Regions from separate parts of the Mus musculus genome. Here regions 2, 3 and 4 are each linked to region 1. Evidence: chromatin contacts called from public ChIA-PET, HiCAR-type and HiChIP or PLAC-seq data. All regions are on one chromosome and are shown on one strand. Each heading gives the region's core, a stretch centred on a gene start, on an enhancer-like site or on the middle of the called end of the contact. The rest is flanking DNA. Distances are from core to core; before and after follow the strand shown.

Region 1 (7,963 bases), core at 2,974-5,473:
TCCATTCAGCCTCTAGCCTGAAGGCCTGGCTGGGAGAGCTGTCTTGGGTTAAAGTCAAAGCTTGATCAATAGGGCTCTAGTGCCTGGGGCTCATCATACATCAGTCCAGACCCTAAGTCTTGGGTACTCCAGAATCCAGCATTGCTGGCAATAGACTCTTTGCCTATTCAGGATTCCTATCCAGGTAGAGCAAAAGATTCCCTACTAGCAGTAACAGCTCTGGACTCTTGGAAATCCTTCTGTATACTTTGTGAGAAAGTCTGAAAAGCAGATTTATAAATCAAGATAAAGATTGAACTATGTATGTACATAATTACCATTGAAAGATGGTAAGCCAATACTAACATATCATCAAGTGTCAATAGGTTGTTAAATGGAATTTAATGTAATGCTTTAATTGCTTTAAGTGTTGATTTAATTATCAATGATGCTGTAATTGAATAAAGCAAATTACATGGTAATGTGGATGATTTTAAATAAAGTATGTAACTTCATACATGGCCTGATAATAAAATTGAATTGCCTATCTAATCTACTTAACAATGATATAAGAACTTAAGTGTTTGATTATATTCTAAGATATCTTCTCAAAACAGCACTTTTGTAAAACACAATCTGATTTTTAAATACAAATTATCACCAAGTTCTTTCCACTAGTTCATATTGAAATCACATTTCCATACTAAATACTAAAATACACTAGGCAATGAATAAACCTAAAACACATTAATAAGACACATTTCTTTGACATAAAACACCTTACAGTGAGGGAAGGGTTAGATTAAATGCCGCTGTTAGAAGAAAATGGCCTCACTGTTGGTATAGCCAAAAATGGTGTTTTAAAAGGTATGACGTAAAAAGTGTATATAGGACCTGCCACGATACTTGTTCTTGACAACTTCTTTCTGGAATTTAATTATGGAGTGGGCTATCTTTCCACAAACTAGAAAAAAGGCAGACACAATAAATAGATTCCTTTTATTGAAGTTGAACCAATTTACCCTTATGGTATCAAAGCAAACAAACTAATTTTTATTAATTTTGATTACAAGAATTCTCTGCACAAAGCAAAATTACCATCAAGACAAATGTAGAAATGATACAAAAGGCATTAAACTCCACATGTCTCTGTACTTCACTGAGATAACATTTGGCTCTAGGTTTATTTATGTACCACCTTAGTTGAAACTGTGTCTCATTTAAGCATACAAATTACTAATCCTTTCAAGAGGAGTTATGGCAAGAAGAGAATGTACTCAATTAGTAAAATGAGAACTCCCGGCTTGAGAGAACATTAGCATAGTCTCTACAAACACTGGAGGTTGGTTGTGTGGAGAGATGGCTAAGATGATCACTACAGAATCCTCCTTAATCTGGATGCTCTTCTAAAGTCTTGGTATGTTTGCAACTGACAGATATAAACTTACAGAAAGTCTCCCAGTTCCTCAATACTTTCCAAAAACACTTGGCTCTCGCCTTAACCTAATGTTTACAGCCAGGCTGTACATACTTAGTTGGGTTGCGTGTTTCTTATTAAGCATGTATCCTCATCGATGCTAATATAAACTACTGCAAATCAAGAGACTAAGATGAAAACTGTGGAGTTTTACGACAATATTCCATCTTTGAAGAGACTGAACTTTTGCTAGTTCTTTCAGCCAAGCTACTAACATGCTCAAGAACATTTAATACTATGTACTTAGCCACTATCCTTCTGTGTGCTCAGCCTGTTTAAGTTTAATCCTCCTTTATGATAACAATGTAGTCAACCGGGCTGGTGAGATGGCTCAGCGGGTAAGAGCACTGACTGCTCTTCCAAAGGTCCTGAGTTCAAATCCCAGCAACATGGTGGCTCACAACCATCCTCAACGAGATCCGATGACTTCTTCTAGTGTGTCTGAAGACAGCTACAGTGTACTCACATATAACAATAAATGAATCTTTAAAAACAACAAAAATACCAAAAAAATGTAGCCAACCTTATAATGCTGTGGATTTCCCACGTATGTTGGAATTAGCTATTCCAACATAAGCTGAATGCATAATTTTAATCATATTATGTATTTGTCCATGGTCCTGACCCAGAATAATTTGTGAATATTCTGATCATCATTGCTGAAAGCAACCAACAGGTTGAAAGCAACCCCAAATAAAACATATTTACTATAAATATTGAATGCTAAATATGGATATAGTTTGATAACATGGTTTAGTTCTTTCCCAAACATTTTCTGTGCTATTTAATAAATGCAAAGCAAGGCCTTTGTTTGGGACAGACACAGAATGATATAGGCAAGCACAACTTGAAAGAGAGAAAGAAAGGAAGAAAAGACCAACCAGAGGACACTAGTAACTATTTTCCAGATACACTCTATTTCCAACCTCAAACCTTAAGACTAAAACTGATTTCCTCCTTCGAAAAGTTAAAACCTGAATACTTGGAAAAAAGTGTATTTTGTATGTATCCCCCAAACTGCTAAACATACAGATATGACAAGAAAATGGTAACAATACCAGGTGTCTCCCTCAACTGAAAGAGTCAGTGGACCAGGCAGGTTTCTAGATCATCCCCCTGAACAACAGTTTGGGTAAGACTATCATAATCTAAAGTAATGAAGAAACGTTAGCTTACTTGATGGTACTCAAAAGCACCAGGGAAAGACAGTAGTGGGATAAAAGCATAAAATAATAAATAATATTCTTCATATAGATAGGAGTGTTTTTTCACGTCTGTGGAGAATATCATTAGTCTCTCACTGACCTGGTACACTCAACATAACAATCTTTGAAATGGATTTTAAGTTTGTCTAAGTTTAACCAAATATACAAAATTGTATCACTATTCTACCACAGTAAAAAGCTAGTAATATTTTGTTATTATAGTTGTTTTAAATGTTATAGTAAATTACTCGAATTATTAAGGTAAATTTAAGACTGGCCTAAAGAAATTTGCAGTACCAGAAATAGAAAATCTATAAGGAAAATAGCCTTTGATGTTTGTAAAACTTTCAATATAATCAAAGGTCTTTTCTTTCTTAATTTACAGCCTAAAAGCCACAAAAGTTATTTACAACACGAAAATATAGCTCTAATTAATAAAAGTCAGTACATCTAGCTTAAGACATAACACATCACAAACAGTACTGAAATGCATTTTTCTTTGGAGGTTGTCCCAAAGGAAGTCTAGCTGTCAGAAAGAGGTACAAGGGCTGACAAAAGCAATCACGGGCTATCACTCTTTCTTTAGCTACACCGAAGTCTTTAACTATAAAAACATATGCTGTATCACTGAACAGCACAGGATGGCACTGGACCACTTCTTTCGGAGTAAAACTCGTTAAGGTTGCGGGGAGATTCTCAAAAAAAAAAAAAAAAAAAAAAAAAAAAGTTCTTGCTAGAGGGCCAAAGAGGGTTTTGAAACGCTAAAGGTCTGCTCCGCACGATCCTGACAATTACTAGTTGGCTGGGCCAGGACTCTCCCCGCACCCCAGGCCACGTCCCGCGCGGTCTCTAAAGAGAAAGTCCGACTGGCAACCATGACTTCCTTCGCTGAGTCCAACCGGCGAGGGGCTCACGGGCCAAACGAGCCGAGGAGAAATGGTGGGCTTGGGACGACCCCCGCCCCCACTGCCCTGCCCACCCCACCCACGCAGCCGAGGGGGCTCAGTGCACCCCAGCCAAGCCAGGCTGGCAGCTCCGCCGCCCAGCACGCACACGCCCGCGGGGCCCCCGGCGCCGTCCTCCGCGACTCGGGCCCACCCCCAGGGGTCCCGGCGCCATTTAGTTCCTCCAGCCCGCCGCCATTTTCCGCCCCCACCGGCTCGCCGCTGCGCCCCAGGGATCGCTCGGGAGTTCCAGCCGCCAGCGGCCGCTTGAGCCGGCGACGGAGACCGCGGGCGCGGCGTGCGGGGCCTGCCGCGGCGGCTAAGCGAAGCCCGGACTCCGACCCCGCCCGCGGCACCCAGCCGGCGACAGCCAAGGCCCGCGAAGGGGCCGGCTCGGCCGCACTGGGCGGAGCGGCTGCGGCGGAGGCCCGGACCTGAAGGTTCCATCGCACTTACTTCCTGTTTTGGGTCCGGGCACTTTGGAAGAACCAGGATGGAGGCTCCAAAAAATACCAGGATGGAGGAAGCAGCCGCGGGAGAGAGTGGCTGCAGCTGGGGTGAGCGAGCGCAACCAGCCACCGGAAACGGAGCCGCGAGGCCGCGCCCCGCCCCCGCCCTCCCAGCACCCCCCCTGCGGCCCGCCTCTCCTGGGGGGCGGGCCCGCGCGCCACCCCCGACGTCACTTCCGTCTGCGTCGGCAAGCTGATGGGTTGCTGCGGAATCGAGCGCCATTCTCAGCGAGCGATAGGGTCGGACGGTCGCCGTCGAGCTGTGGCGGGTGATAGACGTAAAGGAGGGTCTTTCCCTTGGCAGGCGTCTGCACCATCTGTCTTTTAGTTTCCGCAATCTCCGAAGCGAAGAGGGAGCGGTGTGTCTCTATAATTCTTGTGAAAGGTGACCTCCGTGAGTGTGACCTCGCTTTTAGGAGACTACAGTTCTTTATGCATTTAAAGTTCAGTGCTGGTAGCTATGCCGAGTGCAGCTCTATTTTCTGGATTCTTAGAGATGAACAAAATAGAAGCCCTGTTCCCATGCCAATCTTTAAGAATCAGGTTCATACATGAATAGATGCATTTTGACCATATTTACTCCTTCCTATCCACTCCAACTCCTCCCCGTGTTTTCCCTGACATGCCCCCGACTCAAATTCATGTCCTATTGTAGGGGTGTATTTCTGGGTACACACATGTAGCCCAGATGTACTTCAGTGTAGGGCTGCGCCCCGCTTGGACGTGGGAAAACAATCTGATCTCTTCAGGAAGGAAGTTGACTCTTCCTCAGCAGTCTTGACTGCTTGTAGCTCCCTAGCCAGAGATGGAACCTTGTTCGCCATCCATGCTGGAATGTGGAGTGGAGTGGTGGTATGCATGGGACCACAGCTGCTGAGTGGTGGGTGTTAAAACAGAAGTCTTCCCATTCCCCTGACTCTTTCAAGTTTTCTGCCCCCCATCTTCAGCAACGCTCCTATACCTTTGGTGTAAGGATTGCATTATAAAAACCCACTTAGGGATAGGCATTCTACAGTCACTTAACTGCACACTGGTCAGATGTGGTTTTCTGCCATAAACACTGCTACAAAAAGTGCAGACTCTATGATGAGAACATCAAAAAAGTTGCCTTTTGCCCCATGCTGGGCACAATTGTTCGAACCTATTAATTTCAGCAGAGAAGAGGTTGAGGCAGAAAGAAGACTGGATTTTGAGGCAGTGTTGGCTACATAGAACACATCTCAACCAAACCAAACCAACCCAAAAGTTCTAAGATACACAATTCTGAGCATTGGGGTTCCTATTGGTGTTGCTTTTATGATTCAGCAGATACACGTTATACTTTGCTTTCCTTTCACTACTAGTGATACACAAAGTCCCATTCCTAATCAAGAAGCTGTTTGCAAATGGTAGATCTGGGGAAAGGGAAAATCATTTTTTCCCCCCAGGGGAGTGAAATTAGATGTATCAGGCATACTCTTAAATCAAGCAAGGTTCATAGGAGTTGATGGCCAATGCAATTTGGAATCACAAGTTTTTTACAGCAGCTTTATTCACATTTGCCAAAACATGCAACCAACCAAGAGGCTAACCAGGAGGTGAATGAATAAACAAGCAGGCACATCTATTCAACAGAACTTTATTTGGCACTAAAGTAGTGAAGAATTAAAATATATGTTACGTAGTAAAGAAAAATCATCCAAAAATTGATGTATGCTAAGACTATGCCATTCTGATTGTCTTATTTTTCTACTGTTATGAAGAGACACCATGGTGAAGGCATTTTACAGAAGAAAGTTTTAATTGGGGCTTGCTTACAGTTTTAAATGATGAGTTTATAATCATCACGGACGGAGGGGAGCATGGCTGCAGGCAGGTAGGAATGGGGCTTGAACAGTCCTTGAGAGCTTACATTCTTAATTGCCGAGCCATTTGGGTATGTGTAGGCTTCTGAAAGCTCAAAGTCTGCACCCAGTGGCATGCCATTTCCAACAAGGCCACACCTAATCCTTCCCAAAGAATTTCACCAACCAGAGACCAGACATTCAAACATGTTAGCCTGCAGGGGCCATTCTCATTCAATCTGCCAGTGGTGATATTCTGTAAAGGGCATTGCTATGGAGACAGTAAAATTAGTGCATCCAGGGGTGGAGAAAATGAATAATGTGCGGGGGTTCCTATAGCATCAAGGGCTCTGTGTGCTGCTGAAATAGCATGCCTTTATAGTTGCAGCAAAACCCACAGGTCTGATAGATAAAATAGAATGAACTCTAACATAAACTATATCTTCTGTATTAATGGTGTGTCAGTATAGGTTCATTCGTTATAACAAATGCCCACTCTTGATTGTGTGTGTGTGTGTGGGAAGCCGTGAGGTATGTAGGAATTTTCTCTACTTCCTGCTTAATTTTGTGAATGTTAAAAAAAGTCTTTGTTAAAAAATGCTAAGAAAGGGCTAAATAACCCTGAACTTGAATAATGTAAGTCAACATTCTCTGTGTTCCTGTGTGTTGTTCATATGTGTTAAACTCATGTAATCAAATACTTAATTGAAGGTTCTACAAGTGAGTAACATTTTACTCAGGAACCAAATGCAGTTGTAGAGTGTGTCCAGGTCACACAAGCAAGGGGTACACTCAAAATTGTAGCCTACTCACCCTGCTCTATTTCAAAAATATACTTTGGCAAGTGTCACCTCATGATGAAAACAAAACATAGCCAGGAGCTGGAGAGATGGCTTAGTGGTTAAGATTACTGACTGCTCTTAATATATATATATATATATATATATATATATTTATAAATATCTTCACTAAGCCAAAGTAGTAGTCACACTTAAATTTCAGACTTCCAGCTTATTCTTATCCACAGAATCTTAGGTAAGCTTGCACTCTACTGACATACAAGATACGGAGGGAGACGTATGGAGGACAGGGTATAGAGCTTCCATGCCATCTTTAGATGTGTCACATTCCGAAAGTGTATATATCTTAAGATATCCAGAAGCGATTCAGAACCCTACCCTGGGTTTATGGAGGCCATATTCAAATGTGTGATTGTGCAAAAGGGTATGATCAGAGGCTAAAACTCTTGAGTCAGAAAATCTAGCAAGGCTTGTAGATTTAGTTCTTTTTGTTTCTTTTTTTTTAATATGCAAAAATTTATTTGACCAAGATGTAGAAAAAGTGATACTATTATGTATGATACAATAGCAAGAACGTAAAGAACAGAGTATATTTTATCAATTGCACAGTTTGCTCAAAGTTCATCTCCCTGGTAGTGTGATGCTTAATAAATAGGAGTGAGGCGCAGGGTTCAGATAAGCTAGAAGCAGGGTGACTTTCAGTCGGGACTGTAAACTTGAGTTGGCCCCGCACTGCTGGGGAACGTGGAATGTTAGAGTGTGAGATGTTAACTGAGAAAGGAAAACTACAAAGCCAAAAAAGGAAAAAAAAAAAAAAAGTGCAGCCTACAGAGCACCTCACATCCAATTCAATCCGGAGGTCTTGGTCTTTTATTAGTGTCATTCCCGAAGGAATTCAAGTCTTGGCAAAGTCAAGCTTCCATTTGTTGTTCCCGGAACAATGGAGATGAAGTTAAGCCAATTTCTTTTTCCTTCAGTACTTTGCTGCTGGAAAGACCTTTTGTTGCCCAACACTTGGTAATACAACAATGCTCAATGTATTGAAGGCTACTAACCTTCGCTGTGTAGCTCTGGCTGAAAAGGGTTGGACTCTGCCATAGTCCCTGCTGGGCATATCACTAGACCACCGCAGAAAAGTCCAGGAACAAGACGCTTGCTCCTCAGCCGGGCGTGGAGGTGCACGCCTTTAATCCCAGCACTTGGAAGGCAGAGGTAGGCGGATTTCT
Region 2 (7,963 bases), core at 2,512-5,011, 710 kb before region 1:
TTTAAAGTTGAGAGTGAAAAAAATAAAATAAAATAAAGTTGAGAGTGAACAGTTTGACCTAATCTTTGCTGCCTATTGATGATACAGAATTTGGTATTGCAAATCATTTAATTTGGTCATTATGAAGCCAAATGCTACATTTAAAAAAATAAGGTAAAATGTGTTTTGTTTTGTTTTTTTTCCCCGTTCTCTTTCAGGTCTAATTCCTCGATTAGTTAAAATTGTTCCTGCTTGTGCCATTATGATCAGTTCATATGAATTAGGAAAGTCGTTCTTCCAGAAGCAAAATGTTGAAAGTCGGTAATTCTTATGATGGACATTTGACATGAAATAACAACCAGAGCCAAATAAGATGAAAATTTGTAGGCAAGATGGTTTTTTAACATTATTATCTTACAGTATGACTTTATGTGTTTCCCTATAATTTAAATGAATAATAATTTCTCATCCACCTCTAGATCATAATTTGAATTATTTAATTTTTTGAAATATTAAAAACATAATCCAGAAACTGCAGCCACTTAGTACTCTTGCAAAGAAAGTTGCTCCTTAACAGGACAAGTTTTCTGAGTGCAAATATCATTACAGGCTTCCTTTTAAATTAATGCTATAAGTGTGGGGCACATCAGAACTTTTTGGATTGTGTACTAAGCACTGCAGTGTAGAGAGCTAAGTGCAGTTCCACGCAAATTTCAATCATAAGTCTCAGCATTTCAGTAAAGAGTGGAAGAGCTATCATGTGGCATTGTTCACATTCCCCAGATGGTGCCTGTTAACGTCTTTAATTCAGGGACATTGTGTTCCCTCACTCCTGTTACTGATTTAAGGTGGCCTGTAGTGGCCTGTAGTGTAGAAGTCCCTAATGAAAAGTGCAGCCACTTTATCTGTGTGAACCAAAGTATAATCATTTACATGATGCAAATGTACAAGCAGGAATGGGCTGCTGGTAACTAGCTTGCCTTCCAAGTGTCATTGTTTGTAGAGGTCTTTAGGTCAGTTCTACAACTTTTTCTACTACAATCAATATTCCCTAGTCTAAAAGGCCAAATTATAAAATGCTCCAAAAATTTCAACTCTATTTGATGTCCCAAAATGATGTTGTTATAATCCCACACCTTCACTCAGGTGACAGCATACAGAACGCAGGCACATAGAAACATTTAAATTGCCTTTAGGCTATTTGTATTAATTGTATATGATACACATGAATATATTTATCACTTTAAGTAGGAATGAGGTTTTTAAAAATGACCTTTGTTTATTTTTTGTATATGTCTACATATACATGAAGGTGAGAGGAAACCTTGAAGAGTTAGTTCTCCCATTCCACCTTGTGGACTTTGGGATTTGAACTCAGGTGGTCAGGCTTAGCAGCACGTGCCCTTTCCCACACTGAGCTCAGGAATGAGATTTTAAGTATGATGAGAATGCAGGGGTAGAAAACGGTGGCTTTGGAATGTGTAACTCGGAGTCTGATCTCTGGCACAGATGATAAATAATTTAAAAGTAAGTAAGATGCCAATGCAAGAAATGCTATTTATTATTATTTACTTATCTCTATAAAGCAAAAAGCACTTTATCACGTTTTATGTGTATTCTATGAAATATGACGTATACCCTCCCTGCCTAATGTATTTCGGTGACAATGATCTCTAGGGTTGGTAGGTGAACAAATGCATTTTGTATCATAGTGGAAAGTGTTTGTATGTTTCATCAGAAATAAATGATACATGGTTTATTGTACCATGTTGTTTTACATTACAATCCTGTGTTGGTTTACATTAAAATATTAATATATACAGATGTGTATTTGTGATTTGTAGTAGTAAAAATTTTAAAATCCTGACCCAGGCCTTCTTTTCTGTCTTAGACAGTTTATGTTGTCAGATGAAATACAATGAAAGATGCACATAATCTTTATTCTTTTAATATGCCTTAGGCATATAACAGCTGCACAGTAGCTGGGCAGCTGCCTACCCTCCATGCTGTTAGAATCTACTTTCCTATTGATAACCCTGAGTTATCACATACTGTTTACTATGTTCCCCCTGGGTTACTCCTAACTCCAGTGGGGCAGCCCTCTGGGCCATGTTCTCTTGGCCCTTAGCCCATGGTGGCTCGCCTCCATCCTGCATGTTCTTTGTGGCAGAACCTTCCCCTAATGAATAAAGATTTCAAGGGGCCAATCACTGGGTGAGGAGTAGGTGGAACTTCCCAGTTGGGGAGAGGAAGAAAGAAGACTTCCTTTTAGACCAGAGAGAGCTTGGAGGCACAATGTAGGTACCCAGAACACACAAACACACACATCAGGTTAGAATATATATAACTTAATTTATATAACTTAAAGTAGCTTACAAAATTATGAAGATAGTTTCTGTGCCCAGCATTGTGTTACCCGTTGATCCTAAGCTAAGATTGTGTGGTTTTTCTTCAAGTGGAGTCTCAACTGGGATCCAGAGAAAAGTACGACGACAGGGCACCCCAGCCAGCAACGGGAATTGGGAAGTGTGGGCCATGGGTGGCAACATCCCACCATGGGAACTTAGCATCCTAGTGGGAGAACTCTGGCTGGCCTGGCCTGGCCTCCTGTGCCTTGCCAGTGATAGTGTGGATTACCATTTAACATTTCACACAATACTTCTTCCTGTATTCCTGGTGCCTTCTTCCTGCTCTCTCCTTGTGGTCTCTCTAAGCCCACCTGTGTCTCTTCTGCCCAGCTATTGGCTGTTGGCATCTTTATTCTCCAATCAGAATTACTTTGGGGCCTTCACTTAGCATTACAGTTGACAGGAAGAGAGAAACCACAAAAGTGATTTCCTTTCCTTTTTTTTTTTTTAATTAAAATATGTTGTGCTTGCTTAGAAGTACCACTGGCTTTCATATACAATCACTATAAAATGCTATGAAATACATACATGAAAGTTCATTATTAAACTTAACCTTTCCCTTAAGTTGTTATATTTCTTTTTTATTGTTAGAAAAGAGCAGGGAACAGAGCATAGAAACATATTTGAAATAGTATTATTGTTAATATGGGAAAAGGTCCCCTATTCTTGCCAAAAAAAAGTGATTAGGACAAAAATAAGTTAACTACATTTTTGTTAGTGACACATTGCAAGCCATGCAGCTGGATAAGAAGTGTAAATTGGGACTGGAAATCTGGCTCAGCTTACAAGCATTGACTGCTCTTCCAGAGAACCTGAGTTCCTTTCCCAGCAACCACATGGTACTTCACAACTATCTGTAGCTTCAGTTCCAGTGGGCTTCCACAGGCACTACATACACGTAGTATATATACATACGTGTCTATATACATAAGAGTGTAGGCAAAACACCCATACACAAGAAATTGTTTTAAAAAATGACATTTTCCCTACTTTTAACTCATTAGCATTAATATTTGGAAAATAACTTTGTTTTATAGTAGTATTTGAATACATTTAGTTTCTGAAATAAATATTACTCTTTAAATTTTCTCCAAAACTTTTCTCTTCTAAATTAATGTAACCATTGTTGGCTTGAATGGCTATCCTCAGATATCACATTATAGTAACAAACTAAGCTTTTGACCCTGTATGCTTGTTAGGTTTTTGGTGCATTCACGTGGGATTTGCAGAGTGTATATGCACGTTCTTTGTCATGTGGTTGGTTGTTGCCTGAATGTGAGACGTTCCTCATACGTGCCTATGTTTAAACACTCAGTCCACAGTTGGTAGCCTTGTTTTAGAAGTTGTGGGTTCTTTAGTAGCTAGAGCCTTGATGGAGACAGTGAGTCACTGTGGGTGGGGCTTCAGGTTGGCACTCTTTCTCTAGGTTGGCAGTGCAGTGTAACCAGCCTGCTTCACACTCTTGCTGCCACCACGATAAGCTACATTCCTGGGGATAAGCCACAATGGACACTTCTCTCAAGTTGCTTCTTTCTAGGGATTTGGGCAAAATGACAATCCTAGTGATGATTATTATAAAGGATACAAACTTAAGGTTTAATGTTAAAGAAAAGTTAAGTTCTCATAATTTATTACTGAAATACTGTTTTTAAAGAAATGTATTAAAACCTTTAACCACATACACATTAACCTAATACATATCTGGCTTTTTACAAAATGGAGTAAAATTCAATTTTCCCCAAAAATGTTCTTGCATATGACACATGATTTTTTTTTCTCTACTTTTCTTGGGCATAAATTTAGGGACACATGAAAATTTTATTCACTGTATTACTTTTACATTTTTCCAAAATTAGAATTAGAATTCTAAAATTCCCATTTTAGAATTAGAGACTGTTGCTTTTATTTGTTAATCTGTCAACATTTATTAAGACATTTTAAATCTGGAAAGATAGCTCAATAGGTAAAGATGTTTGCCACCAAGCATAACAACCTGTGTTCAAGCCCCAGGTTCCACACAGGATAGAATCAGTTCTGACAACTGGGGCAAGTAACCCAACAGTCTGAAAGCCTCCCTGGAGTTCTGTACACAGGGGAACAGAAACCACAGTCCATAGGCCTCCCTGGAGAACATCTGCACACAGGGCAACAAGTTGACTGCTCCTCTGAAAACCAAAGAGTCTAAAGGCCTCACAGGAGATCTACTGCAGCCAGGGCAACGGATACTTAGCTCCTCTACCCCTCTTAAGACCCCACAGTTGGAAGGCCCCACGGAAGGAAGAAATACAGGAAAACACAATCAAACAGATGAAGGAATTGAATAAAGCAGTCAAAACCTAAAAGTGGAAGTGGAAACAATAAAGAAAACACAAATGGAGACAACCCTGGAAATGGGAAACCTAGGAAAGAGGTCAGGAATTACAGAGGTAAGCATCACCAACTTGAGTTGTTCAGTTTCCATGGGTATGTGGGCTTACTGTAGTTTTGGTTCTTACTGAAGACCAGCTTTAATTCGTAATCGTCTGATAGGATGCATGGGATTATTTCAGTCTTCTTGTATTGGTTGAGGCCTGTTTTGTGCCCAATCATATGGTCAGTTTTGGAGAAGGTACCATGAGGTGCTGAGAAGAGGTATATTGTTTTGTTTTAGGGTGAAATGTTCTGTAAATGTCTGTTAAATCCATTTGGTTCATAACCTCTATTAGTTTCACTGTGCCTCTGTTTAGTTTCTGTTTCCATGATCTGTCCATTGATGAGGTTGGGGTGTTGAAGTCTCCCACTATTATTGTGTGGGGTGCAACATGTGCTTTGAGCTGTACTAAAGTTTCTTTTATGAATGTGGATGCCCTTGCATTTGTGGCATAGATGTTCAGAATTGAGACTTTCTCTTGGTGGATTTTTTACTTTGATGAATATGAAATGTCCTTCCTCATCTCACTGATAACTTTTAGTTGAAAGTCTATTTTATTGGATATTAGGATGGCAACTCTAGCTTGTTTCTTGGAACCGTTTGCTTGGAAGACCTTTTCCCAGCCTTTTACTCTGAGCATAGTGTTGCTTATGGTCTTGTATTTGCCTCTCACCATCTGGTTATCTCTGGTATTAGCTGGACTGGGTGTCTCTGTTTGGTGCCTGCCTCTTGTGTCCCTGGATTGCTGCCAGTCTCCTGGTAGGCCTGTGGCCCTGGCTCCAGCAGATCTCCTGTGAGGCCTTCAGTCTGTTTTGTCTTCACAGGAGCAGTCAAGCTCTTGATCTGCTTATCACTGTTCTCCTCGGAGGCCTTCAGACTGTGGGGTCTATTGCCCAGTTGCCTTGCCTGCAGAGGACCTCCTGTAAGCCTTGAGACTTTGATATTATTTGCCCTGTATGCAGTGGATCATCTGGAGGCCTTGAGACTGTGGTATCTTCAGAGGAGCACAATGGTTTGTATTTTAAAATAAAAGTTAAATTTCGTTGTTTTTTGTTTGAGAATTTCATAGCTGCGTATGATGTGTTATTATTAGTTTTCCCCCATTTCCTTCTTTATACACCCACTATTTTTTCCCCTCTTAACCTTATGTGTTCTTTGATTTAAACTCCCATTTTACTTTAGGAAAGGGTTTATTTCATCTTACACTTCCAAGTAATAATCCAGTAGAAGAAGGTCAGGGCAGGAACTCAAATCAAGCAAGAACCTGGAGACAGGAGCTAATGTAGGGGCCATGGAGGAATGCTGCTTTCTGGCTTGGTCTGCACTGGCATCCTCAGACTACTTTCTCATGTGTACACCCAGGACCACCTGTTGAGGATTTACATTACCCACAATGGGCTGGGTACTTTCCTACAGGCAAATTTACTAGTTTAAATCTGCTCTTACTCATTTCCTGTAGGCAGATCTTATGGAGGCATTTTCCCAATTCAGGGTGTCTCTTAGTAAATAACTCTAACATGTCAAGTTCAGATTTACAATAAGCAAGATACAGCAAACCCTGAGTCAGTCCACTTAGTGCTATCTCTGTGTGGGACTATCTACTGGAGCATGGGTAGGTAGCTTCTCATTGGCCACATTCCTAAAGAAAACTGATCCCTCCCAGAAGCCATCTGTTGGCAAGAGTTCCTCCTCTAGGTGTTAGACTTCATGACCCCTTCCCTTATTCCCTCTGGAATATTGACTGGCTTAGTCTTGTGTATGCAGTCCCAGCCACAGTGAGCTCACGTGTACAATGGTACTGTGTTGTCTGCCAAATACTATCACTGTAGATTTTTCACGACCATTGGCTACTACAATCTTTCTGCCCATTCTTCCCCAGTAAAATCTCTGAATCCTGTCAGGGAGAAGGATACATACAGATGACCAATCTAGATACAAGCACCTAGCAGTCTCTAATTCTTTGCATATTATCCAGTTGCAGATCTGTTAATTGCCATCTATTGCAAAAAGAGTCTAATGAGGTTTGAGAGATGTGCTAATCTGAGGAGTAGGGATGTTATCTCTAAGTCCATTTAGTGTGATAGTATTAGATTCTTTCTTAGGCCTATGATCTAGCTACCTATGAATTTTTGGTTTGGTTAATTGTAACAGGTATGAGTTCTGTCTTGTAAAACAAATTTTAAATCCAATAAGAAATAAAATAGTTCCCATAACATTTGTGCCACTATTGCACCAGTGGGCATATCTTGTCAGGACGGTTGTTATTATAGCTCTCAGTGTTAATAGCTAGGTAAGACTGTTTTTCTACCCCATCAGCTTGCATAGAAACTTCTAGCACTAGGAAAGCAAGCCAGTAGGAGCAAACCTTCCAGGTTAGTTTCTCCATATTCTGTAATATAAGTGTGTGAGAGCTTCAGCAACAGGGTCCTAATGTCCAATTCTGGGGGGTAACCTAGAGCAATGGTAAAGGCCTGTACTGTTTGGGTAAAGGTGTTTTTGAGACACCCACTAGCCAACAACCTGAAATGAGGTAACCTATTCCTTGTTCTGAGCCTTTTATTTGATAGCCTATGCCACCTAGAGGAAGCATTGTCCCACAGAAACTCTATTTAAATGTTTATGTTTTTATGTATGTATGTATGTATGTATGTATGTATGTATGTATGTATGTATGTATGTATTTATTTATTGAAACAGGGTTTCTCTGTGTAGCCCTGGCTGGCCTCAAACTCAGAAATTCTCCTGCCTCTGCCTCCCAAGTGCTGGGATTAAAGACATGTGCCACCACGCCCGGCGTGTTTGTGTTTTTAAAGGGAGTTTCTACACTAGTAGTTTATATAGTAATACGTTTACATAGTGTTCTATACCCCTTCCCTTTAAACTTGTTTCCTGCTGTGATGGCTGATTTTGGTTGTCAACTTGACTACATCTGGAATTAACTAAAACCTAAATGACTGGGCATACATATGAGGGCTATGTAAGGCTAGGCACCTCTTCTCTTAAGGCTGGACAAGTAGGGGGAAAGAGATCCAAAGGCAGGCAACAGAATCAGAGCCAGCTTCTGCTCCCACTGTTAGGAGGCTGACAAGAAGATCCAGCTACCCACTTCCATGCTGATCCATGTCTTTAGAGGTGGGAAGATCCACTTTTAATTTGGACTACACCA
Region 3 (7,963 bases), core at 1,602-4,101, 560 kb after region 1:
CAAAGAGAGAGCACTGTGTGTGAACAGCAGACCCTTGAGGAACTGGTCTGAAGAAGAAGACTATCACCCTGCACCTCTGGCCGTATTCTATACTGAAGAAGTTCCCTCCTCTTTTTAATCAAAAAATGAGATATTTTTCCCCTTTTTGAGTGGGTTCTTGAGATAATGTTGAGTACAGAAAACAAATCAAAATACTTCATTCTTAGGCTGATAGGCCACACCTTGCTAGGTACTCGCCAAACCCTGCAAAGAGCCAGGGCTCATTTTGTGATTTATGTTTACAAGAATGGACATGAAGTAGGGATCACTAATTTGAAAATGAATTTCAAGCTCAAAAAGATGAGCATATTCCTGAGAAAGTTGTATGCTATTATTGCTATGTATCTTACAAAACTGGATAATCCAAGACTAACTGTGTTTCTGATTGATTACCTGTCATGAGGCAGAGAAGAGAAACAGATGACCTTTGGATGGTCTGGATCTTTCATTCAACACAGATATTAGTTATAACTTAGAAAAAAAGATCAGTCATTTTGGTGCTATCTTTGCATTTCAACTTAACCAGTTTAATTCCAATGGCATGAAATAACAGAAGTGTTGCTAATGTTAGGCAATCTTGAAATAAGTAATAAGATTCACATTTCCTCCACATACACATACTGTCACTTTGAAGATACAACCATCATCCAAACATGTTTTCTTGATTACTGATGACATGTAACTGAGAAGCCCTATGCACGTTAAGTAGTGAAGCAGCCTTTTCCTTTGTGCACTGAGAAACTTTTTCTTTTTAATATATTAAGCTTCACATTTTATAAAAAAGATATAGTGCACAGAAGTACATGTTTTCACCATTTTGGAGTGTGAGTGGGGTTGGATTTAAGAATACAAAGTTTTCTTCTCATATTGTTTTAGTCCCAGGAATGCAGATACAGTTTTCTTTGTTTCATGTGTGCTAGAATACATTTCAGAATTTTTTCCTGTGCTATTTTGTATCATAAGCACCAAAAGTATCACTTAGCATGTAACTCAGGAGAGCCCATGGCATGTCCACTGTAACTCAGGAGAGCCCAAGGCATGTCCAGTCCACTCAACATATCTCTGTGGGCAGCCAGAACCCAAAGGTGTGGACAACCCAAACCTACAGGTGTGGGAAACCCTTGTAACTGTAAGTCACTGCTATTGCAAAGTGAAAAATGCTACTTTATTAAGGTTTGCTACACTTTAACTTTCAGATTCTCAAATTATATTGGGCTGATTTTAGGGGGGAAAAGACAAATAGCAGTGCAGAATACTAACAGCTAATCAGAGTTCCCTCAACATCTTTGGTAGGATTGTTATTCACAGGCATCTAGTCTAATGGGAATCTGGATATTTTGGTTAATGCTGATACCCAATATTTATATATACAACAGAGTTCAAGTAGCAACCTCAAACTGCGATCAGATAAATCAAAGCCAATTTAGATATGAAGACAGTTAAATGAATATTTCCAAAGGGATGGATGTTAACCCCACCTCTAACCCCAACAAAGTTGCTAAACAAGCAGTCCTGGGGGCCAGGAACAAAGAAATTTAAGCAACCAACTGCTGAGGTGCTTAACACTAAAACTCATAAAAATCATAACTTGCTTTGTACTACTGTGTGATTACATTGGGCATGTATATATTCAATGTATCTATAACATACCTATTACTGTTCAAACAGGAGTAGAACTATTTTATAAGTAAATTAGTTGAATTGGTGACCATACATTTTGAGAGAGGTGGAGTTTTGTCTTCAGAATTTGCAGCACTCTAAGATATTTTGAAAGCATCTGTTCACTCCCTTAAACCAGCTCTCTGAATGTATTATACCTTTAAGAGACCCTTAAATGTTTCTTACCTCATAGAGGAACTAGAAGGAAATCCAAGTGAAATTCCGAAAGAATCAGCTTATTGGCTATATAACCTAGTCTATTTTTGGACCACGGATCTCCCGCCCTCTCCGAGTTATCTCACTGCCAGATAAGAAAATGGAACAGGATCAATGGGTAGATATGCTTTGAGTCTGGTTCTTGAATTTCTTTTTTGGCTCAAGTCAAAAAGAGCAAAGGGCAGCGAGTTAGGGCTAATTTCCAAGCACGTTTGCTGGTGGGTGAACCTCTGTCTGCCCCTGGCTGCGGAGCTTATCCTGGCAGCACCAGGGGGTCCTGCTGACCGCTATCCTCCTGCCTGACAACCTCCACACCCACATGCAGCTACCAGTGTGTGAGCCACACATCACAGGGTTCCTGTGCACAAAGCCTTATAAAACCCCCAAGCGCAAAGCTGGATGGAGGCGGTTGGAGAATGAGACCTGTCTCTCTAATTAGTCCCTCTACCTCTCCTTCTCTGGCTGCAGATCTATGCTCTGAAATTGGCCCCTTCTTGAAGGGACAGTAGCGCGCGCACACACAAACTCACTCTCTCACTCACACCCACATTGCTCCTATGACCCACGTTTTCCACCCCCTGGCAGATAGATATGTAGGGACTGGTCCGTGCTCTGCCTCAACTTTCCTCGCTTTGCCTGCCCCACGCGGCACCCGAGCTCCTGCGCCCTGGCTGGGCACCCTCCAGAGGGGCAGGTCCCCTTCTGGGCTGCTTACCTCGCACGGTCAACTCCTGGCAGGAACTGAAGCTGACCGCGGTGGTAGCGGCAGCGGTGAGCCTGCACCCAAGCTCTGGCTCATGGTTGGTCCTCTTCATCCGACACAAAAGAGGGAGCTTGCTGCCTTTGTCCTTTCTAAATCCAAGGGAGAACTTATTTTGCCCCTGAAATGGCCAACTTGTGCGCGAAGCTTCCTGTCACAGTGCCCCCTGCCCCCGCCCCCGCCCGGCTGCGCGCTGGACCACTGCCCGGTGGCCCAGCATCCAGGCCTCCGAGTCAAGGAGGAGTGGGAAAAGGGAGGGCTAGAGGAGAAGAGCAGGAGGAGGTTGGGAAGAAGGGGACCCAGTGGTCTTCAGCAGAAGGGAGGGGAGCTTTAGAGCCCAGGCGCCCTCCTCCTCTTTGCAGCCAAACCCACTTCCTGGGCTCACAAGCAACTTTCCTTCACCTTGGCCAGGCAGAAACAGTCGCATCTAACTGGGACTCAGGCAGAGAGGCACGGACCTTCTGACATCCTCTCCTCCTCATTCTTCTCCTTTCCTTTCTCCTCCTTTCCCTTCCCCCTTCTTCCCTCCGTTTATAGGGGTGTAGCTGCAGAGTCTTCAGTGAGCTACTGTACCTAGACCCAAAGGTTACAATACAGAAAGCCTGGCGGGGTTGAGAGCTTCTCTGCCCCAAGGTTTGCAGTCCTTAGGCAATGCATACAAAGGTTGGTGAATTTCGGAGCAGTGGCGTGAAGGGGCGTGGGGAGGTAGAGTGGGAGGTGGCTCCAACTTTGAAGCTCTGCTAAGGCTCACGGCACGCGGGTGGGCAGGGACCTACAGTCATTCCTAGTAAGAACTCTCCTGTGGTCCCTATGTAAAAGGCTGACTACTCTTGGAGGAGACGGCGAAAGAGGGAGCAGTGTGAGCGAGTGAACCCAGGAGGCCGATACGCAGCTTTGCCCCACACGCGGTTCAACTGCACATTGCGAACCCCTGGGGAGGCTTGTGCAGCACAATCTCTGGGTCAGCAGGGAGGGAGACGCTCCTGTTTCCTAGCAACGCTCATCAATCTTCTCGGGATAGCTCCCTCTGAAGGAATTCGATTGGATAGCCCCTTGAGAGAAGCCACGCCCCTTCAAGAATGCTGGGCTGCTGCTTTTTCGCATTCTCCCAAATTTCTTAGGTGGAAAAAGATTCTAGGGAAGTGCTTAGATAGTCTCTTCTTTCTTATCCTCCGGTGCAACCACACTGACCCCTTGGAGCTAACCTTTTCCAGTTTCACATTAATCTTTCTCTAGTCCTACTTTTTTGTTAAGAGGGTCTTCACAGAACCTTTTCTTTCTTTTTAAAATTAAATAAATAAATGCCTCAAATCGGTGACGTAGGCACAAAGAAAAAAAAAAAAGAAAAAAAAAGAAAAACAGCACACGGAAATAGCTTCAATAGACCGGGAGCTAGAGATAGCTTCCTAAAGGAAAAACCCCAGCTTATCATTCTGTGACTAGAAATGCGTTGTGCTCAGTTTCAAAACTGAAATTTCATTAATTTTTCCATCCTGGTGTAGTAACTTTATATTAACCCAGGACTGAGTTATACGAAGCTAGACTCAATGAAACAGAAGGCTTTAAATGCTAAATCCTTTAATATTTCATGCTAAGTTGTTTAGCAACTATTTTCTCTCATAGCTCAGCCAGAACACGTAAACTACAGAAATGCTTTACCGCTGGTGCTTTTAGAAGAATGTTGATATTTAAAGGACACACGTGCTTAGATAGCTCATTGTGCATGCCACTAAAATTTGGGATATATTAAAAAACAAAATGCTGGTGTACAGTGAAATGTTTGCAATGCCCATATTTTAACATTTTAATAGAATTGCCAGAAAGAAAGGAAAAGTAATTTCCCCTTTTTGTTTCATTATAATTAGTTAACATGCGCTATTCACCCACAAACCTACTAGAAACTCCTGAGACAACTTTTAACCATTTCTGCTCAATAGACTCATGACCATCAAGGATATAGGACATGAACAATGGAGACGATAAATATGTGCATATTGTTAGGAAACCATACTGGCCCTTTAGGAATGTTCCAGAAGTTATCACCATGCATTTGTAAGACATTATCATAATCAGTTGAAATTAAGAGTAGAAGAGATCCCATGCTTTCATCTCATTAAAAAAAGAAAAGTCTGTTGTGCTTGCAAAAAGGAAGTGCTGATGTCTGGGCTGACTTGCATCTCTGCAGCCTCTTTGTAGGCTGCATATCACACTGGGGCTTACAATGAACAGAGGTTGACATAGTGAGGCAAACTAGCAATCTGGTATCAATTTTGGTTCTATGGGACAGGTCCCCATCATTCTAAACCCAGGGGAAAAAAGGAAAAGAGAAGTGAAGATGAGACTGACATTTGTTGATCACATTATTTGAATTTCAATTCTTAGTTTTTCATCTTTCTTAACTGATTTGCTTCTAACACTGTACTTAAAAAATACTTCATCTGGGTTCTACAATCTATAAATCAGGAGAAATGTCTCCTTTCTCAGAATTATGTCAAAATTTGCTCTTTCTAATAGTCTATAAATACTAATTATTACTATTAGTCTCTGGTTTGCAGTTAACCAATGACATTAGGATTGGTTAGCATATAGAACACTTGATTGAAAACGAAATAGTCTTGAAATTTAATGCTTAACAATTTAAAAAGATGGCTGGCTACAATATAGCTCTGCCTTTCTGTTTATAAGTGAGTGTGTGCATTTTGAGAGTTAAAACCCCCCAGGGATAAAGCTGAACAATAACTCCTGACTAGAAGACATGGCGATTAAGAAGTACATTTTTATTTTCCCCCATTCTCCTCAAGTATTCTACTGGGCTTCATTTTAAATCAATTATTATCCACCCTTAAGTACTTCTGCTGAAGCATTTTCATATTTAGCATGTAAGCTATTCTCTCTAGGTTATATTCTTTACTAAGTTGTTTAAACTTTACTAATTTATGAGCATTTCTTTGGGTGATTAGTTATGTTTAAGAATTTATTCCTATGACTCTTGACAGTTAATGAGCTGCCTTCTTGTATATTTTTTATTTAAACATGGTACATTAAGTATGCCATCTTTACCAGCAATACCGAAAGTGGGTGACCTATGATTTTTAATTACAGACTTTCCTCTTGTCCTTTTCTGTTACTAGCATTTCTCCATGCCAAATCCCAACGAACTCAACAATTTTATTGTGATTTCTCTGGCCAGTCAGGGATGTATAGTTTTGATCATGTGTGGTGATAAGGTATCCAGTTCATACTGCACAATTCTAGTTTGTGTCTGTCAGTCAGTTGTATTTCTCATTGTCATATTGGTTCTCAAAATGATCAGGTTTGGTTTGTCAAATGGCTGTCTGATCCTCCTGACCACTTGCCTCAGCATTCATTCATTTGTTTCATCTGGTCTGTGACTCTCACCTTTATTTGTAGAACACTTTTTACATAAGATAATACTGACAGAACAGTTCTGTGAATATCTAATCTACATCTCTATCTCTATCTATTTATCAATCGATCGATCGATCTATCATGTATTTATATGTCATCATTTATCTATCACTCACAATCTATCATCTATCTATTATTATTATCTATCATCTATCTATCACTTATCCATCATCTATCTACCTGTCAATCACAATCTGGCGATTTATCTATCTACCTATCATCATTATTATCTATCATCTATCTATAATCTACCATTTATCATCATTATCTATCTATATCTGTCTATCAATGACTATCTACCATCTATCATCATTATTATCTATCATCTATCAACTGTTTCTATCATCTATCACTTATCTATTTATCTATCATCTATCTTTCTATCATCATTATTATCTATCAACTATCTATCTATCACCTATCATTTATTTATCTATTATCTATCATTTACTTATCATCACCTACCTGTTGTCTATCATCATCATCTATCATCTCTATCTATCTATCTATCTATCTATCTATCTATCTATCTATCTATCTATCTATCTATCTATCTCTATCCACCCACACAAAAATGTCCTGTATTTACTCATAGACAACACTTATTTATTTTTCACTCTCTTCAAAGTGTCCCTATTACTTGGATCACCTATGAATTTTAAGTTTAATTATCATCACACAATTTAAAAATGAAAATATTCTAATTTTGAGCACAACTACAAAGCAAAGGGGTGTCAAGTTTCCATATTCCTGAGTGAGAGTTATCAGGTGCCTTGTGCTGAAGGGAACATCCTTAATCCTCTGGAAAAGAATAAAAACCTGGAAAGGGGGAGAGGTAGGAAATAGTAGTTGAGAGTTTTTAGGACCATTCTAAATATGTAGGCCCAAAGTTCAATAGTAGGTTCTATTATACAGGAAATCATTTGTTGTGTTTCTCTAGAATTAGGGGTACATCAGACTGCTTTTTATTTCACTACAGAGGAATGTAAAATGATGCATTGAGCTTCATCTCTCACTGAGCTGAAGTAAGAGAAGGTGGTATTATGTGATAGATTTCCTGAGCACTATATGTTGGAGATTCTTTTTCCTATTCCTCCCAGAAGACCATGGTGGGAAGTCTGTGGGTCCCTCTAGACAGTCTGTGCAGGGTACAGGGCTGTTGGTTTTAAAGCCTTCTAGGTTATTCTGTGCTTAAAGGTGCCAGTCTGAGGACTGAAAGGGTTGTTTTCTGAGGTTCAGCTTCTTTTGTGAGAATACCTCAGCCTGCTGGGAGGACTCCAGTTTGCACTTCACTAGTCTGGAGGAGGTCTCTTTTAAAAATTCATATGAAGGACTATAGGAGATTCCTGCCAGTGAAGTGGGTAGGGTAGTAAGTGTCCAGTCATGAATGGTTCACCAAGAACCAGGTCAGATTCTGCAGTGAGATTCCTATTGCTGGAGAATCTTCAAAGGACTGATAATTGGCACCAGGAAACTCAGTCATGAACACCTGCCGAGCTGAGGGAACAGCAGTGCTAGATCAGTTCTGGACAAAGAGGACTTTTCTCAGCCCTTCCACACTTTGTACCTCTGACCTCTTCATCTCAGGGGCATCAAAAGTTCTGACTGTTGATTGAGGGAGGGAGCATCTAGAAACTGGATGAACACTAAGAAAAGCCTGTTGGACCCTACTGCAGGCATCCTTGTTCTGTCTTTTGGAACTGATGGAGCAGAAAGTCTTGAATTCCCACAGGTATTGATGCTGGGTCTTACTCTGCCTTAAGTATTATCCCATCTAAATCTCAGCCAGTCCCCTACATAATAAGATGAAGGAAGGAAGTTTTATCTGGAACACTCTGAAGGTCAAAGTGTTATCTTTGC
Region 4 (7,963 bases), core at 1,815-4,314, 530 kb after region 1:
TCATCAGGGAAATGCAAATCAAAACAACCTTGAGATTCCACCTCACACCAGTCAGAATGGCTAAGATCAAATATTCAGGTGACAGCAGATGCTGGCAAGGATGTGGAGAAAGAGGAACACTCCTCCATTGCTGGTGGGATTGCAGGCTTGTACAACCACTCTGGAAATCAGTCTGGCGGTTCCTCAGAAAATTGGACATAGTACTACCGGAGGATCCAGCAATACCTCTCCTGGGCATGTATCCAGAAGATGTCCCAACTGGTAATAAAGACACATGCTCCACTATGTTCATAGCAGCCTTATTTATAATAGCCGGAAGCTGGAAAGAACCCAGATGTCCCTCAACAGAGGAATGGATACAGAAAATGTGGTATGTTTACACAATTGAGTACTACTCAGCTATTAAAAATAATGAATTTATGAAATTCTTGGACAAATGGATGTATCTGGAGGATATCATCCTTAGTGAGGTAACCCAATCACAAATGAAGTCATTAGATATGCACTCACTAATAAGTGGATATTAGCCCAGAAACTTAGAATACCCAAGATACAATTTGCAAAACAGAAGAAAATCAAGAAGAGGGAAGGCCAATGGGTGGATACTTTGTTCCTCCTTAGAATAGGGGAAAAAATACCCATGAAAGGAGTTGCCGAGACAGGGTTTGGAGCAAAGATGAAAGGATGGACCATCCAGAGACTACCCCACTCGGGGATCCATCCCATAATCAGCCACCAAACCCAGACACTTTTGCATATGCCGGCAAGATTGTGCTGAAGGGACCCTGGTATACCTGTCTCATATGAGGCCATGCCAGTGCCTGGTAAGTGCAGAAGTGGATGCTCACAGTCATCTATAAGATGGAACACAGGGCCCCCAATGGAGAAGCTAGAGATAGCACCCAAGGAGCTGAGGGGGTCTGCAACCCTACAGGTGGAAGGAACAACAATATGATCTAACCAGTACCCCGGGAGCTTGTGTCTCTAGCTGCATATGTAGCAGAAGATGGCCTAGTCGGCCATCATTGGGAAGAGAAGCCCCTTGGTATTGCAAACTTTATATGCCCCAGTACAGGGGAATGCCAGGGCCAAGAAGTGGGAGTGGGTGGGTAGGGGAGCATGGCGGGGGAGGGTATAGGGAACTTTTGGGATAGCATTTGAAATGTATAAAAGAAAATACCTAATAATAATAATGATAATAATAGTAATAATAAAAAGACTTGTTTTGGGTTTCTCCTTATCTCCACAGGTGGAAATTGATCCCCAAGTTCTGGTCTATAGTGACATGGAACAATTATAAGGAAGCTGTGTATTTATTATTTTTCCCTAAGGCTAACATTTTGAGGAAGTTATGTATGTTATACTAACTCTTTTGTTTCCTCTAGTTGACGATTGAAGAAAAGTTCAGATAATTCAATACATAAGACATTTTCTATTTTATTTTACAGATTTCCCTAATTAAGTCTAAAAGACATGCTACAAATATAAGCAAACTGAGATACCGAGATGGATTAAATTATGAAAAACATATGATAGCAACACACTTAAAAAAATCATTTTCTACTTTCTGAACCTCACATTGTTTCTCTGTGGAAATGGGGTTGGCATCACCATTTAAAGTATGAGAAAACAGAGATGCAGAGTGTAATGAATTATACAAAGGTCACGAAGCCAGGAACTAGCAAAGGTAGGATTTATAGGGTAGCACATTCAGGTCTTTCTGCTATAGAAAGACTAACATTCTGTGAAATGTTGTTTAACTTGAATTCTTGAAGGATAGGGCTACTGTTAGTTCATTCACTAAGTTAAGCACCATCATATTTTCCACTTTAATACTAGTTAACCTTTTGCTCGAAAGTGTCAGTCCATTCCTTGGAAACTCCTGAAAATGAAGGACAAAATGTGATTATATCTAGGAATTTTGAAGAAAGAATGGGAAACTCTGAGTATGAAATAATATTAGCTGTGTAAAACTAAAACTCCAAGAATCATAAAGTATTCTGAAGGCTGTGATAAAATCAAACTGTCTTCTGATTGTTTATTTATTCATTCGTTCATTTTATCTAGAGAATCATTGTCCTGCAGTGTTCTTTAAAGATAGCCCACTATTACTATTAAAATCATCTAAATAATGTATTCAGCAGTTTTATAAGCATGATCATGTTTAACATTCACAATGTTCTTTATACAGTACATTATTATTCCTATTTAGCTGAAGAAACTTTGATTTAGAGGGCTTTACTAATCTTTGTATTGTCAGATATATAAAGGGTGTGCAAATGAGTGAGGTGGGCTGCCCAGGACTGTCTAACTGCTAGGACAAGGCAACACTGTAATGGGTTGTTGGTCCAGAAAGTGGAGGAAGGAGTGCCAGGCTCTGTAAGAGTAGCCTAGAGTTAGGGACTACAATAAGCTTTACAATCTGGTAGGAAAGATAAGAAAACAAACATAAATCTAATAGTAAAAAAAAAAGGTTGCAGCACATATCGAAATTGAGATGGAGTATTTAGATCTTCAAAGGGAGAGATTATGTCCAGCTGTGATAATTAAAGTTCTGGGGCAGGGAGGAAGGAAAGAACTTAAGGTTGCTGTGTAAGCTACAAACTGTGCTCACATTTTCACACAACAACTGCAGCGGTCTTATTTTTCTGCTTGAAATGGAAATGGCTGTTCTCTGCTCCAAGCTCCTATGTAAAGGCATCTGTCACTTCTCATCTCATGCTATGATTAAATATGCCATGCTTTCTCAGTGACCAACTTGCAAACACAGGCTCTTACTTGACAGGGGATTCCTATGTAAAAATGTTGCCTACAACACAATAGTTGTGTCTGAATGGCTCCTCTCCTTTGATAGCTCTTACATTATCTTTCTGTCTCTTCATTCTTTCTTGTCTCCTCACAATTGACAATGACATCCTAGGCCTCCATCACACCAGCATGTGGGAAATCTATAGGAGCATTTTCTAGATTCATGATCAATGGGCGAGTTCCCATCCCACTGTAGGCGGTGCCTGCCCTGGGCAGGTGGTCCTGATTTGTATAAGAAAGCAAATGGAAGTTACTATGGGAGCAAGTAATTGAAAAACATCCCCACATTCCTTCAAGGTCTCTGCTTCTGCTTCAGCCTTAAGGTTCCTGCCTGACTTTCCACAGTGATGGACTGTGAGCCCTTTCCTCCTCAAATAAACAAATCATTTTCTCCTCAGGTTGTCTTTGGACATGGTTCTTATTACAGCAACAGAAAGCAAACTAAGACAATTGCTTGAGATTTGTTTGTTTTCACTCTCTTGGATCTGCAGTGCCTATAGGATAATAGCTAAACCCTCTAGTTTAGAAAATAAAGACAAGCTCTCTCATTTTACCATTTGATGTTGGCCTGTTTCAAACCAACACTATATCCATACAGAATTGTGTTCCTCTGTCCTTTGACATACCAACTCTTCACCTCATTTGGAATATCAATTTTCTTCCTTTATTTGGCCAACATAACCTTCAATAGTAAGTTTTAACCCCCATTCTAAAATTTCCATTGCATTTTTTCTGCTTGGGATTATGTATCTTTCTTATTTTCTGGGATGATGCTTGGAATTTATGTCACTATCACTGTTCTTACTAAACTCGATCTTTTATATTCTTAGTTATCTGTCATTTCTAATTCTCATTTTTTCTCTGAATGGACAGCTCGTTCTCTAATGGTTTTCAAGGGCTCAACAGTGGCTGAATGAATGGATGAATAACACTTGACAAGCAACTGAAGAGTCTCAGAATAAAGAGCTCACTCCTAGAAAGTTGATCTTGGTTTAGTCTGAAGGCACACTGTTTTATAATCGTCTATGGTGACATGGCTTTTATTTCCTAAATCTTTAACACAATTTCATCAAATTTTTTTCATAATACAACACCACTCATGTAATCCAAAGCATCGTCTAAACTGCAGGGGAAGGGCAGTGTGAACTAACTGGAGTTTTATGCTTATCACTTTCTCCATAATTCCTTTTCTTTTGTTGGATACACAGACTTGGATCATTACAAATGGTGGGTTGAGTATGGTGATGACAGCCACTGAAAAAGATGTGCTAATATATGTATCAAATTATGACAGGCACAATATTTTGCTCCTGTAATATTTTGTGACACCCGATACTGTTCTCTTGATGTTTTTCACTTTATTTGTGATCATCTGTGATAGACAAAATGCAAAAATAACTGGATTACACTGTTTATGATTTGTATACAATGTGTCTACCTGATAGTGTTACTCTCTGTTTTGATAATGTATAACTTAAAAGTGAGAGCTGTTTAAATACTGTTTGGCTATTTTAAAATCCAGTATATAAAAACACTGGACTCCCAAGCTAGCATCAATAAGTGCAGAATTATGGGCTCGACACCTCTGGGAATAAGCTTCAGGCAGCATCTCTGCTGTGTCTTCTTGTTTGCTTTCTTAGTACCTGTGATTTTTCACTTCTGATGCAGGGCTGCAAGTTACACACCACCTACTCATCACAGAAACTCCCTCCTTCTGGAAAGTAACCTGGATTTCTACTTTTAAGTGGGTTGTTATTTCTTTGAAATGCAGGGCTAGTTCAACACTTAGTTATTCTTTTTCAGTGTTTCTGTAGTGCTTTAAATATGAGGCAAAGTGTAGGATTGAAGGCAGAAAATGCACAGGTAACATATTATTCTAGCATGGAAAATGTGCCAGGGACATTGTATTTCCTTAAGCATATCTCAGACATTGGGCCATTACTCCATTTGCTCTGGCTTGCCACCTGCTATTGTCATTATCCCCTACCCCACATCACTCTTGGTTACCAAAAACTATGCTAAATTAAAAATGAACCCATTGATAAATAATGTAGATACACTGAGAAAAAGAGTATATTCATTCTTTATTCATGGTAGGATACATTAATGTCTAATTCTTCCTATTTCTGTTCATGTGACATAGTAGAGGAAAGGTCTAGAGAAAAAAGGAAATGTAAATGAAATTCCAAGTCTTTTAATCTTAGAAAATAGTGAGATATTAGAGTTAATATAGCTAGATCAGTTCTCTAGGCCAGTATGGTGAGACCACTGATATTCTGAATTGTCATTCTCCTAAATTTTGCAGATAAACTTTCCATACTCTTAGAGCTTCTTTGTTAGCTCTATTTGGAAATTTTGGGAGAAGAAAAATCACACTGTTTCCTCCTCCCCTCTCCCCACTCTCTTTCTCTCGCCCTCTCATTCTCCTATTCTCTTTGCTCTTTTCTCTCTCTCTCTCTTTCCTCCCTGCTCTCTCTCTCTCTCTCTCTCTCTCTCTCTCTCTCTCTCTCTCTCTCTGTAAACCCTAATAGAACATTATATTAATTTGATGCATTAAGGTTTAGCTTAACACCACGTCATATTGTGCATTTAGACTGTGAGTTGGGAACAATATAATTGCCTATTAAATACTTGCATAACATCCAACAAGATGCCCACATGGACAGGAAAAATTACATCAGACCCCATCCATAGATGGAGAGCTACAAGTAACCAATGCCAGCTGCCAGAGAGAGAATAGGATTTCAGAATGAACCCCTGACAAGTTCTCTAATCCTTATTGGGCAGCTCTTAATGCATGTACATAAGAGCAACACTGAATGGAATTAGTAGATTTGATCTGTATGTTTACAACTGTTGTGATTAAAGAAACATTTTGAATTTAAGAGGTAGGGGGAAGGCACAGGAGAGGTTTGAGTGTAAAGGGTTTGGAATGTAATATGTAATATGATGTAAATAAAATACTCCTATAAAATTTGTCAATAAGGAGGAGGAAAAGGAAAAGAAAGAAGAGGGAGAAAAAGAAGAATAGGAAGAGAAGGAGATGCTGACTGGAAAGAGATCCTAGTAAAGGATAGGGCTCCTCATTGTCTCTTGACCTGGCGAGGAAATGGATCATTATACATAAACAGACAAGATGTCATATCGGAACTGTGAAGGATCAAAAGAAAGGATCTGTGAAATTGTGTTTGCTATTGGTTCCTTAGGTGTAGCTAAGGTCCACCGAGATAGCTCAGCATGTGAAGGCCTTTACTGCGATGTGTGATGACCTCCATTCAACTCCAGTACCACACGGCAGAATGTCTTCTTATCTCTATATGTGGGGCCAGGAATGGTGAGCGTCGATACAAATATACAAACACATGGATACCAAATCAAGAAATAAAATCATAATAACATATGATGTATAGCTAATTTCTCAGAGCACAGGAAACCGAAAAGGCCAATGTCAGAAAACAGGCCAGTCCTATGAATCTAGTACTTTGGGCTTCTCATTTTCATAGTTCTTGTGGTCATTGTTATCATTCTTCTGCAATTGTTTTGTAGCTGTTGATGTATTAAAGTCTTTCACCTGTCTAAATTCCATTACAAGATACTGAGGAAAGTATTTTGCCAAGTATTATTTATTGTGGAAGGCACTATCTGACTTGGACTGCCCAAATGGACAAATACAGACACCTGGAAACACAAAGTAAAGAATGAAAGTTTAGAGTAAAAAAGATCTTAGAATGATAAGACAATGTCATTAGTTGTCTTACTCTCAATGTGTCCTTTAACACTGAATCACAGAGACTTGGTTTTATATTAAAGTGGGTTATTTTGTTGAAAAGTATTCTTTACAACTTTCCCATGATTTTTGTGCCTTAACTCTACTCCATCCTTTTGGAGATACTGTAAATAAAGGCAGTAGCTAAAATAGACAAGACAAAATATGTTATTGCAGTTAAGATAGCTCTCTGAAATATTTTCCTTCAAAATGGTCATGCTCTACATGGTCGTTTGAATAATGAATGTCCCCTATAGACTCATAGGTTTGATCGGTTGCTTCTCAATTAATAGCACTGTTTGGGAAAGTTGTGGAATCTTTTGGAGGAAGTACAAATACATAACCAGTGGGGGTGAGCACTGAGATGTTATAGTCTGGCTGCAGTTTTCTATGTATCCTTCATCTGTGTAGATGAAGATGTGATTAGCAGCCAGCTTTCCATTGCCATGGGCTGTTGCCATATCTTCCCACCCACAATTGTCTCTACCCACCTGTAACTGCTAAAACAAACCTTTTCTTTCTTATCTTGTTTTTGGAAGATATTCTATTATAGCCATATTTCCATACTTCTGCTTTATTAACTAATACAGCTTTCTTAGTCATCTGCATGTTCTGTGGTTTCCATGTACTGTGTGATCATGATTGCTCATATCCAGAATTGTGTCTGCCCTTCAAAACGTGGCATGGAGAATTGCTTATAAAGCTCCACCAGGGGGATGGAGATCTCATGACCACGAGGAGATCATGGCCAATACATTCCTTCTTTTATACACTGGATTTCTATTGGTGAAACTCAAGACTATATTTTTATTCTTTTCCCTTCAGTGTGAATATAATTTCCAAATTCTTCTGTGGGCAAATTAAAGAAAAAAAGTCCACAATGAACACATTTTGCTTCAAATACATGTTTAGAGTAAATAAACTAGAGATAAATTTGTCTGTTAGCTGATCCAGCTACAAAAATAATGCTTCCTCCTAGATATGTTTGTCTCCCATTGCAACATAATTCAGAACAGTAATTAGATCTAAGGTAGGCTTTACAAGGATAAAGTATACACCATGGACAAAAGGAATCGGGGGGTGGGGGAATCTCAGTTTTACAGTGTAAGATTAGAGAGGGAAGTGGTGGAGACAAAAAACGGAAAAGGAAATGGATGTTTGGTGCTATCACACTGTGTTGCACACAGTAAGGAGATTGCTTTCAGGATGTTAAATTTGAGCTTTTTGCTATGTTAAATTTTACTTGTCCATTCAGGTGAGGTAGATGAAGATAATGAGAGCATCTCTTCATATTTAGATCCTCTAGATAACTTGGTGTGATTACCCAAAGTAAACTTTGCCTACATTCAACTTAAAGATTATTAAAGTTTGTACATGGACCATGAGAAA

The links. ChIA-PET counts read pairs in DNA pulled down with a chosen protein or histone mark. HiCAR-type assays count read pairs that join an accessible place to other places. HiChIP or PLAC-seq counts read pairs in DNA pulled down with a chosen protein or histone mark.
Region 2: an RNA polymerase II ChIA-PET map of memory CD8 T cells shows a contact between it and region 1, with 10 read pairs. The contact joins the enhancer-like site here to the promoter of Dmtf1 in region 1. A contact is called at or near these places in 10 of 39 promoter capture datasets (the 3T3-L1 cell line, the HPC-7 cell line, HPC-7-derived erythroid cells and 5 more), 3 of 115 datasets of contacts at active chromatin or transcription factors (bone marrow-derived macrophages, memory CD8 T cells and pro-B cells) and 2 of 9 other capture datasets (liver and macrophages).
Region 3: a contact with region 1 is called in a HiCAR-type map of astrocytes, with 2.2 times the contacts expected there. The contact joins the promoter of Grm3 here to the promoter of Dmtf1 in region 1. A contact is called at or near these places in 3 of 39 promoter capture datasets (cranial neural crest, hippocampal neurons and stem cell-derived epiblast-like cells) and 3 of 115 datasets of contacts at active chromatin or transcription factors (astrocytes, embryonic forebrain and neural tube).
Region 4: an H3K27ac HiChIP or PLAC-seq map of epiblast stem cells shows a contact between it and region 1, with 2.5 times the contacts expected there. The contact joins the enhancer-like site here to the promoter of Dmtf1 in region 1. A contact is called at or near these places in 1 of 39 promoter capture datasets (hippocampal neurons), 1 of 484 Hi-C or Micro-C datasets (cerebral cortex) and 4 of 115 datasets of contacts at active chromatin or transcription factors (astrocytes, embryonic stem cells, epiblast stem cells and 1 more).

The regions. Positions count from the first base shown.
Region 1 is chr5:9,157,553-9,165,515 of GRCm38.p6, forward strand. It overlaps Dmtf1 (cyclin D binding myb-like transcription factor 1), which reads right to left and starts at 4,224. Exons shown (of 18, transcript NM_011806.3): 1 at 4,062-4,224. It overlaps Gm46901 (predicted gene, 46901), which reads right to left and starts at 3,358. Exons shown (of 1, transcript NR_166570.1): 1 at 965-3,358.
Region 2 is chr5:8,452,995-8,460,957 of GRCm38.p6, forward strand. Slc25a40 (solute carrier family 25, member 40) reads left to right here. Exons shown (of 12, transcript NM_178766.5): 12 at 198-1,845. The coding sequence ends at 304. Among named protein-coding and RNA genes, the nearest start is that of Slc25a40, 34 kb to the left of the region's middle. Within about 2 kb of position 3,762, at least 51 of the 459 cell types and tissues checked have an H3K27ac peak or open chromatin away from gene starts, as enhancers often do. A contact at or near this core is called in memory CD8 T cells and pro-B cells, where this site is marked.
Region 3 is chr5:9,722,501-9,730,463 of GRCm38.p6, forward strand. It overlaps Grm3 (glutamate receptor, metabotropic 3), which reads right to left and starts at 2,852. Exons shown (of 6, transcript NM_181850.2): 1 at 2,630-2,852.
Region 4 is chr5:9,688,062-9,696,024 of GRCm38.p6, forward strand. The region is part of intron 1 of Grm3 (glutamate receptor, metabotropic 3); the gene reads right to left. Among named protein-coding and RNA genes, the nearest start is that of Grm3, 33 kb to the right of the region's middle. Within about 2 kb of position 3,065, at least 7 of the 459 cell types and tissues checked have an H3K27ac peak or open chromatin away from gene starts, as enhancers often do. A contact at or near this core is called in epiblast stem cells, where this site is marked.